Regions from separate parts of the Mus musculus genome. Here regions 2 and 3 are each linked to region 1. Evidence: chromatin contacts called from public HiChIP or PLAC-seq and promoter capture Hi-C data. All regions are on one chromosome and are shown on one strand. The core of a region is the stretch at or near the end of the contact, and the rest is flanking DNA. Distances in the headings are between cores, read along the strand shown. Region 1 holds the start of Snx4 (sorting nexin 4). Region 2 overlaps Slc12a8 (solute carrier family 12 (potassium/chloride transporters), member 8). Region 3 holds the start of Slc12a8 (solute carrier family 12 (potassium/chloride transporters), member 8).

Region 1 (3,421 bases), core at 591-3,090:
AGCTCCAGACAGTCACACCCACAGTCACAGAGTGATACCCACACACAGATACATACAAAATAAAAAAGAAACTCATGTCAAAACTATGTATTAGGGCTGGCAAGATGGCTCAGCAAGTAAGAGCACTGACTGCTCTCCCGGAGGTCCTGAGTTCAAATCCCAGCAACCACATGGTGGCTCACAACTACCCATAATGAGATCTGATGCCCTCTTCTGGTGCATCTGAAGACAGCAACAGTGTACTTATGTATTATAATAATAAATAATTATTTAAAAAAAGAAAAAAAACTATGTATTAGCCAGGCATGCCTTTAATATCAAGGAGGCAGATCTCTGCATTGCAGGCCGACAATGTCTGGGGCTTGTAGGGAGGGCTACATATTATATGATGACAATTATAGGACATGCCTGAAAGGGAAAACAACAGGAATGAAGAAAAGAAAAAGGAAAGAACAACAGGAGAGGGACAGAGAAGAACAGGCAGCGTAGAGGATTTTTTAGGACACTTAAAAGTTCATGTGACAGTGTGTAAACTATGGACTTTGGGTGACAACCTGGCCTCACCGCGTATAACATAAACGAGTCTGGTAAGAAGCGTGGACAAGGCACAAGTCTGAATATGAGAACTGAGTATACGGGAAAATCTCCCCATTTCTCTTTCAATTCTACAGCGACCTTAAAACTGTTCTCAAAAATCAAAGTCTTAGCCGGGCGTGGTGGTGCACGCCTTTAATCCCAGCACTCCTGGGAGGGGAGAGGGCAGATTTCTGAGTTCGAGGCCAGCCTGGTCTACAGAGTGAGTTCCAGGACAGCCAGGGCTATATACAGAGAAACCCTGTCTCGAAAAAACACAAAACAAACAAACAAACAAAAAGTTAAAGTCTTTAACTTATAAGCACACATAAATGGTTTAAGTAGTCAAAACCTCCAACTGCTGAGAAGTTCCTGGTTAGCTCTCTCGAAACTTAGTCCTCTCTAGAGACGCATCAATCATAAAAATGTACGGGTTACCTTAGCATGAATACCTACTGGGGGTGAGGGGGCAACAGCAAAATGGCTGGACAGGGGCTGAGCAACTGAGGGTCAGGGAGTTCAAATACAGGGCGCTAATGAGTTTCCTAAACATTTGTTCATCAGAGTCTACAAATCCGTCACGACCCTTTGGATGGATGCACTCACAGATTGACAACGCGACACTCCCTTAACTCAAAAGGTGAGAAACACCAGTTATCACCGAGGGGCGGGGATTGCAGGAGGAAACATTATAACGACATTACAGCTAAATGGAGAGTTCAACAAATGTTTCTTCCTCTGTCCCTTCTCTTTAACGTGACGCTGATGTCTATTTCCCGACGTGTCCATAGGCCAAGCCCCCCTTACTGCGCACACTCGCCTCTCACCAAGGGTGTAGCCGCCTCCCAGCGACCCCCTCGGCCGGCCGGAAACAGCAGCGAGCCTCTTCAGGGCCAGACCCCGGGGGACGCGCCCACTGACACCGCGGGCCACGCCACCACGGACACGCGTGACAACGCCCACGCGGCGCTCCGGCACGCCGCGCCTGTGAGTCCATTTCCACTCCGCATCGGGTCATCCTCCGGTCTCGGGACCGCACCCACCAGACCCAGCCAGGGCGGCCCGGCCCGGCCCGCTAGGCCCGGCCCCAGACCGGAAGCCTCCGCCGCCCCTCTCCTCACCGTGTCGACCCCTGAGCCGTCTTCTCGGGTGCCCTCGTTCTCCTCACCGACCGCGGCCTCCAGCACAGCGCCAGGGCCACCCAGCGGCTCCAGGGGTCCAGGCTGCAAGAGCTTCTCGGGGTCCGGAGGTGCCTGCTCCATAGCTGTAGTTTGGCACCGCGAGTCCAGTGCGCCTGCGCGGGGCCTTGACTCCAGCCGCCCCGCCCTCTGCTTGTGGTAGCTCCGCCCTGCGCTCTCGGTAGTCCCGCCCCTGCCCACAGAAACTCCTCCTAGGCAGCGGAGACCCCAGAACGCTGGACCACCAGCCAAGACCTGCGACCGAGGGAGGTAGGGGAAAGCTAGGGCGACTACAGAGGGTTGGCTACAAAACTGGTAATCTGGGAGAGCCGGTAAAGACATAAAGAAACTAAAGTGAAGTGAACTCAAGAAGTGCAGAAGCCACTCAGATTGGCGATCCCCTCAAGTAATTGTGTCATTAAAAAGAAAGGGAGATTGTCTTGTGACCATCGCCCTTACCTTGCATTCACAATTCCGTTTCCCCTCGCAAAGACCAGAGCAGCATCAATTATTAACTTTTAGAGAGTTGAGTAACGCATTCAGCAAAAGATAACGCCTAAAGATTTGAGAGGTAAGATGGCTGAAGCAGGCTGGAGAGCGCCATTGTTAAGTAAGTGTTTAAACTTTAGACGCTAAAGCAATTTAATTTTCTACAAGTCTCTTGTAATTTCCTGAACCTACCCCTTGGCAAGATTCCCTGTGGTGACCTGAAGAGAAATGTTCACTGACTGTAGCCTAAATATGGGACCTTTGGGTTGGTATTTTTGTACAAAACCTGGTCTCGGACCAAAACTGATTCTTGCCAAACATCCTTTTCCGGGTTGTGAAGCACAATTTCTTCCTCCTGGAGTTTTCTCCCTGGCTTGGTGGCAAAGTTCCATTCATGCTCAAAGCACTTTCTCTTGTTATTTTACAATAATTTGTTCTAAATCCAGCTTCCTCCAGCTAGACTCTAGACTTCTTTAATGCAGGGACCCCTTCTCCTATCCTTTCCCTGTTCCTTCCTTACAGAGCCTGGACTATTTATGTATTTAGGTATTTTATTGTTCGCCAGGGATTAGTTAGGTCCGGCAAACCCCCAGAAAACATGTTTTTAAATCAGAAGACTTTTTTTTTTTTTTTCCGAGACAGGGTTTCTCTGTGTAGCCCTGGCTGTCCTGGAGCTCACTCTGTAGATCACCAGGCTGGCCTCGAACTCAGAAATCTGCCTGCCTCTGCCTCCCGAGTGCTGGGACTAAAGGCGTGCACCACCACCACCCGGCAGAAGACTATTTTATTAATCACACAAGGATAGATTTGTTCTCATTATCTTGTGATCTTTTCCCAGTTTCTGAGATCTCAGAAAACTAGATCCTAAAGCCGGCAGGATGTTCGTTGTGAGCTGACCAGTGGGTGACAACGAGGAAATGACACCTGGCTTTGTAAGGCCTGAAGGAGACCATATTATTGTCTACTGTTTTGTTTTGTTTAAAAATAAAAGCTAGAAGCCGGGAAGTGGTGGCGCACTTCTTTAATCCCAGCACTTGGGAGGCAGAGGCAGGCAAATTTCTGAGTTTGAGGCTAGCCTGGTCTACAGAGTGAGTTCCAGGACAGCCAGGGCTATCTAAAGAAACCCTGTCTTGAAAAACCAAAAAAAAAAAAATTAATTAAAAAGTAAATAAATAAATAAA
Region 2 (3,421 bases), core at 373-2,872, 330 kb before region 1:
GACAATTAGAGGTGTCCAGTAAGAGTGTTTTGAGCTGGATGTGGTGGGGCTTGCCGGGGACCTCAAACTGAGGCAGGTGCTTGAAGAGTTCGAGGCTGGCTTCAGAGTAAGAGGTGGCCTCAAAGAAAATCCTAAAAAGGATAGACCATATCCAGTGTGTACAGCTAATGGGCCTGCAGAGAAGAAAGAGGAGATAGGACAGGTTTGAAAGAGGCCCCAGGGAACTCTGGGCAGTGAGCTGGGAGCAGCCCTCAACCTGCACTCTAGCCTCATCCCTGGTAACTTTGGTCGTTCGAGGAGGGGTTGTGGAGGAGTGAATGAGGTCTCCAAGTCTGAGACTCCACCCAGAGAGAAAACATGAAGAGAGGGCTGGACATTCAGCAGGGGCCAGAAGGGAAACGTGAAATGGGGCTGGGCCTGCAGGGTCCACCCAGATTACCCAAGGAAAGCAGCCTGGAGCCTCCTCTGTCCCTGGGGAAGGCCTCCACCCTGAGCGGGACAGGCTGCCAGGAAGCAGTAACACCCCCACCAACCCCCCCCCACACACACACACACATACACACACACACATACACACATTCTCGCATCCAAGGGGATGAAGGGCCAGAGGAGGAGGGGTAGATGCTCTGCTCTGATGGGGGAGTGACTAAGTGTCCAGCAACTGAACCCTTGCCACCTCTACACTCTGAAAGAGCAGCCTGGTTCCTCTGAGCTGAGCATTCTTCCTTGTGGAAGGGAAGCTGAACGTTTCCTATTGCAAGATGGCTTCTAACAGCCAAATTGTGCCTTCTATGACCAATGGCCTCTGTTTTTAAAAGTACTTGGGGGCTGGAGAGATGGCTCAGTACTGACTGCTCTTCCAGAGGTTCTGAGTTCAATTCCCAGCAACCACATGTTGGCTCACCACCATGCGTAATGAGATCTGACTCCCTCTTCTGGGGTGTCTGAAGACAGCTACAGTATATTTATGTATAATAATAAATAACCCTTTGGGCCAGAGTGAGCAGGGTTGATTGGAGCCAGCAGAGGTCCTAAAAATACAATTTCCCAACAACCACATGAAGGCTCACAACCATCTGTACAGCTACACTGCATTCGTATACATAAAATAAATAAATAAATCTTTAAAAAAAAAATGCCAGAAATGAGGACAAAGCCTGACTTGGGCTCTAAGAAGAAAGCGTCACCTTAAGGAGAGGAAAGCAGTAGCTACTGGGGCAGCCAAGCTTGTGCCAGATCCCATGTGGAGTGCTGTCCCAGCTGGACATTTAAGCTGTCAACAGCCTGGCACATTTTCTCAGTGAGGTAGGAATCCCAGAGAGAGGGGCCCAGGGCAGATTCTAACACTGTGCTGGCTTCACAACTATCCCAAGGATGCAGGGAGACCTGGCAGGGAGCCAGGAGCTCCAGGGGCAACTAGGGCCCTGCTTTGGGGACTAGAGAGGTCCCACCCACTGTGGCCCCAGATTCCCCCACCCACCCCCCACCCCCAGAGGCCTGGCCTGTGTAACTCTCAGCCTGAAGGATTCCCTGAGAAAGGAAAAGCTGGCCTCTTATCTCCTGGGGTAAAGGAATGTGCTCTCCTGCCAGGACAAGGGGCTGCTGGACAGGAAGTCTCCACCCTAGCTGTGGGTTCCTCCCAGTCACCACTTGCTCCTTCTGGCTGTCCCTGCCTCTGGCATCCACTTCCCATGCTTAAACTTCTGACCTGACCTCCCCAACAGAATTCTAAGCCATTTTACCCCTCACCCCACCCCAAGCCTCCTCCAATTAGCTACCCACTCTCAGCTCCATGCCACTGGGGAATTCTGACCCAGAAGTCCATCCCCTGCCCCACTTCTATGTGGCTATGCTCCCTAGGCAGATGGCTGAGGATGCCAAGTGGCCTTGTAGTGCACAGGACCATCTCAGAGATACACTCCTGCTGTGCAGCAGGCTGACACACTGAAACACACAGCTCCTGCCTCGCAAGTCTCCAAGCCAATCCCAACCAGGAAACAAATCAGAAAGCCTCCCTAGAATCCCATGGCATGGAGCTGGGTATGCACATCAGTGGTAAAGCGTGTGTTCAACATGAACAAGGCCCTGGGTTCAATTCCCAGCAACACAGAAAACAGACAACAGTGACAGAGTGAATCTCATGGATGACAGCGCAGCATCACAGAACCTGAGAACGGTCCAGGGACTCTACCCTGACACCCATTTTATAGATGGAGATGCTGAGGCCCAGGAAAAGTGAGTCCTATATCACAAGATTGGCAGCTGGTCAGGTAAGGGCAGGACCCAGGGAATCTAAGCCTCCACTCAACAAGCCCTATGTGTCCTCACAGGCCCCGTAGCAGCAATCATATGTATTGTTATTGTGGGGCTATTTGACTATTTTTCCATTATGTACCAGATAGCTATTTTTCTGGTATGGCTATACTGTCTCACCACATGATACATGCAAAAACATAAAATATTCTTAAGAGTAACATTTGGGATCAAGCCAAGTGTTCACAACCGGAGAAGGCATAAACAAAATGTAGTGTACTTGGGGAATGGAATATCATTCAGCCATGAAAAGGGATGAAGTGGTGGCTAGAAAGCAAGCGTAGCTGGTAACCTACTTGCCTGGCAAACAAGGGGACCTGAGTTCAACACTCCAGAATCCAGATTTTAATAGGCAGAGAGCCAAAGAATTTACTCAGAGGGCAGGAAAACTTATCCTACAGTCATGAGAACAAAATTCCTCCGGCATCCCTGTCACAAGTTGGGTTTCCCTGCAGATAGATGCCTAGAACCTCAGCAATGAGGGTGAGGAGACAGGAGGGTTATAGAGGCTTGCTGGCTTCCAGCCTAGCTGAGAAAATATAAGTTCTGGTGCCAGCAGAGGCCAAGAGAGGGCATCAGATCTCCTGCATCTGGAACTACAGTTGCTCCTGAGTGCTGGGAACCAAACCCAGGTCCAACACAGAGCGGCCAGTGCTTCTAACCACCGAGTCATCCGTCAGCCCCACTAATCACATATGCTTAAAAGTGGGGTGTGGGGACACACGCTTATAATCCTGCCACTGGGGAAACAGAGATGAGCAAACAGATCCCTGGGGCTCCTTGGCCAGTCTTACCTACTTGGTGAGTTCCAGGCCAGTGAGAAACCCTGTCTCGAAAGCACCGTGGACAACACCTGAGGAACAGCAGCTAAGATTGTCCTCTGGCCTCTGCATACACGGACTCATGCATGGATGGACACAGACAGACAGACACACACACACTCACTCACACCATACACAAAGGGATGAAACACTGGACATACTACAACTTAGGTGGTCTTTAAAAACATCACTCCAAGTGAAAGGACAAGTGTCCTAAGAGTCCATTCCTGTGTAACATCCAGCCTGACAAACTCAGAGCCAGACACGGCAGAACAGTTCCTCAGGGC
Region 3 (3,421 bases), core at 278-2,777, 270 kb before region 1:
CAAAGACCAAATCCTACTGGCTGTCTTAGAGAGCAAAAGCTTAGATGGGACTATGTCTTTCATAAGCCAACCTACCAATTCTCAGTCTAGAGCTGCGGCCACTAACTCCTAACACCAACCTAAATCATCCCAGGGTCAGTTACTAGGAAACTAGAGACCAACACTTAATCCAGAGTCCAGAAAAATTCTTCAGAGTGGCACACCCCAAACTGTTCACTCTACCCTGCCTTCACGTTCCTGCAATAATCCCCAGCAAAAGCCTTGGTCTTAGACTCCTTCCACTCCTGGCTTTGGTCACCTGACTAACCAGGTGCATCCCCTATGGTCTGGCACAGAATTTTTGAGGACTCAGAAATGAAAGCAAAGGTTTTTTTGTTTCGTTTTATTCTGTTTTTAATTTTGTTTTTAATGACACAGACTAGCACCAATGTGTTAACATATAATACTGTTACTTGGAGACTAGATCATCCCCCAACTGCATTACAAAGTCATTAACTGACTTCAGCCTAGTTCTGCCACTCCTTGTCATATGTTTATGGAGCATTTACCGCCTGCTGGTCAGCAGGCAGCACGCCTTCACTGGCATCTGTGCACACATGAAAAGGGTTAACATGTGGCTTGGATGCCCCTACCACCTCCGGACTTTCAGCTCTAGACCTTGTTCTTGAAATATATATTCTTTCTCCTGCTGAAGGGCTTACTCCCCTCTCTTGCAGTGCAGGAACACCTCCCTGCCTCTCACTACAAAGCATAAAGGAAACCCAGGGGGCAATGAAACACCAAGGTGACTGAACACGGATGGCAGAGACCCCATAAGCACCAAGGTGTGGGCTTTCATTTAAGGGATTAATCCTTCAATTCTATATCAACCATCGACCACAAATGGAATATTTTACACTACACACTACACACACACACACACACACACACACACACACACACACTAATAACCAACAAGAAGGACTTAATAAAAACAAAACCAGCAGACATCAGGGAGTCCAGAAACCCCCTGATTTCCGTAGATTAGCTTTTCTAGAAATAAACTTACCTTCTGACTTTGATCTGATTTGTTATTAAAGGGAGTTCATATCATTTGAGTCTCAGCCTCCACTCGTGGCATTCTTCCCATGATGGGGTGGAGGGCAGAGAGCGGAGTACATTACAGCTAATGCCAAAGGAGACTTTCTGCACGGTTAACTGCTGTCCGAGGTATTCCCTCAACGCCTAAGTAAACCTGAGATAACTGCTTTGAAAATACTGCACTGCCACAGACCCCCCCTCTGCTGGCACCTGTCTGTCTGATGGCCTCTGCCAGCTCCACCACCACCCCTGTAACCAGACTTACCTGCTGGGCTGCCTCGTGGAAGAGTTCTTGCGGAGACCTCTGGGCCATTCTCCAGGAAGTGAGGTTCTGATACTTTTATCTAGATAGGGAGACCACTCTGGAAAGCAAACATCACTCTGTCAGGCCAGGCCCTCCCTCCCTCCCTTGCTGCTTCTTGCCTGTCCAGCTTCCTCTGCACTGAGAAAGGTCGTGGGTGAAGTAGAAACCTTGTTGGCCCCATCTGGGGACTCCTCCCCACTGCTCTCTTCAGAACCTCATTTATGGTTCAGAGCCCGCCTGATCATTTCCCGTTGTCCTGGGGTCACAGGAACTCCTATAGTTCACTCCCTACTCCCTGAACTCCTGAATATTGGGGAATGGTCTAGGCTGACTGCTCAGCTGCCTAGCCCTTAAAGACATAGTCCTACACTCTTTTCCCCAGTGCCTTGGGAACCCTTTGTTCAGAGCAAGGACATTTGGGGTCTTGCTGGAACCCGTGTCTGGTGGTGAGTGCAGGCAGAGTGTACTGGAGGCAGAGCCAGAGGGCTGGCGGCTGTCTTGAGAGGCCCCTGGACCCTGGCCAGAATAGGGCAGGTAAGAAAAAGATGTCAGAAAAGTACAGTTCTGGCCCACCAGAGGAGTTGATCTGGCTTTCCTGAGGCCAGGGACCTTGCCCCATGACATTTGAAAGAAAAAAGAGAGGGAGGGAGAAGGGCTGAGGCAACTGGCCGTGCTCCCCATCCTGCAGGAGACTCGTGGGGAGAGGAATAGGGCAAGATTCCTTTGGGACACATCACCCTAAAAAGATCTGAGGGCTGCGGGATGAGGCTCTGGGCACCAGAGTCAGGTCCTTGCGACCCCAGCCACTCTTCCCCTCCACAGAGCAGTGCCCGCACCCTCACCTGCTCCTACTCAGGCTCCGGAGGCCACGCCCGCCCCACCCGGTCCTGCCACGTGGCCGCAAGCGCTCCTGGCCACCTGCCCTGCATCTCGGGCGACCCCGCCCCAGCGTCCGGACTCGAGCATCTGGACTAGAGACCCAGGCCCTGAGCACCCCCTGTCCGAAGGGCGGTGGTTCAGTCAGGTGACACCGAACTGGCAGGAAATGGAGCTTCCAGAATGCGGCCCGGGCATGCTGAGAGGCGGGGGTGGGGGGCTGACCCTCACCACTTCAGCAGGACCACTGAGCCACCTCGGGTTGCAGGACGAGGGGTGGGAATTAACATACAGAGAGATTAAATTATCTCCATTTTCAATCTGGCATAGTTCCTAAACCTTAAATAACTTGCCAGGCTTCCATGTGGGTTTCTGAGAAACAGGAGGGCAGCTGGGAGTACTTCCCACGCCCACAAGCCTTTGTGTGGAATCCCTAAAAATAGAGGCTGTTCTTTTAAAACAAAAGGGAAGGCAAAGCCCGGGAACACTGGTGGCGCCCTCTCCTCTCTTTGCTGCTCCAGGGAAGTTGTTCCTGTGAAGGTGTCTTATGTAAAGTTTGCAGTCTGGGCCATTTTAACAGTGTGGAAAATCTTGCTCCCAGTGTTTGGTGCTCAAAGATCCATCATCACTACACCCAAGACGTTTTTTTCATCACCCCATACAGAAAACACACATTCTGCCACTCCCCACCCATGGTGTCCCCATGCACTGTCTGTCTTTCTGTCTACTCTGAATATAACTGGCCTCTAAATGGAATACAACAACATTTATTATCGTTTTGTGCCTGGCTTGTCACACGTGAGCAGCACACCCCCAAAGTCCTTTCTATGTTGTATACATCAGCATACAAGCAGATTGGGTTTTCATTCCTTTGTGGGGTTTTGTTTTCAGTTTTGGCTTTACAATGCTGGGAGTGGAACCCAGGGCTTTGTCTTTTTGTTTTTGGGACTGCTTTCCCACGGAGTTATATCCCCAGCTTGTAGAGGAGTGTTAATAGCCCATCTCTGCAAAAAGCAAAACCCCCATTTCCACCAGAATGAATCACAGATTACCTGTCTTTGAGAAGAGGATGGACAGACAGAAGGATGGCATATTGCTAAGACTCATGACGTGGGCATCTCATCACCTGCACGGCCGGCTGGGAAAGCCTTCTTTCTTCGT

Evidence for each region. HiChIP or PLAC-seq counts read pairs in DNA pulled down with a chosen protein or histone mark. Capture Hi-C pulls out chosen DNA fragments and counts their contacts.
Region 2: an H3K27ac HiChIP or PLAC-seq map of extraembryonic endoderm stem cells shows a contact between it and region 1. The contact joins the enhancer-like site here to the promoter of Snx4 in region 1. A contact is called at or near these places in 3 of 39 promoter capture datasets (the 3T3-L1 cell line, embryonic stem cells and hippocampal neurons) and 3 of 115 datasets of contacts at active chromatin or transcription factors (extraembryonic endoderm stem cells, memory CD8 T cells and pancreatic cancer cells).
Region 3: a promoter capture Hi-C map of adipose tissue shows a contact between it and region 1. The contact joins the promoter of Slc12a8 here to the promoter of Snx4 in region 1. A contact is called at or near these places in 3 of 39 promoter capture datasets (cranial neural crest, embryonic stem cells and liver), 3 of 115 datasets of contacts at active chromatin or transcription factors (embryonic stem cells, epiblast stem cells and pancreatic cancer cells) and 1 of 9 other capture datasets (adipose tissue).

Annotation. Positions count from the first base shown.
Region 1 is chr16:33,249,875-33,253,295 of GRCm38.p6, reverse strand. It overlaps Snx4 (sorting nexin 4), which reads right to left and starts at 1,840. Exons shown (of 14, transcript NM_080557.2): 1 at 1,695-1,840. The coding sequence starts at 1,835.
Region 2 is chr16:33,579,017-33,582,437 of GRCm38.p6, reverse strand. All of the region lies in intron 4 of Slc12a8 (solute carrier family 12 (potassium/chloride transporters), member 8), which reads right to left. Among named protein-coding and RNA genes, the nearest start is that of Slc12a8, 63 kb to the right of the region's middle. Within about 2 kb of position 1,622, at least 94 of the 459 cell types and tissues checked have an H3K27ac peak or open chromatin away from gene starts, as enhancers often do. A contact at or near this core is called in extraembryonic endoderm stem cells and pancreatic cancer cells, where this site is marked.
Region 3 is chr16:33,516,301-33,519,721 of GRCm38.p6, reverse strand. Slc12a8 (solute carrier family 12 (potassium/chloride transporters), member 8) reads right to left here and starts at 1,527. Exons shown (of 13, transcript NM_134251.3): 1 at 1,346-1,527. The coding sequence starts at 1,393.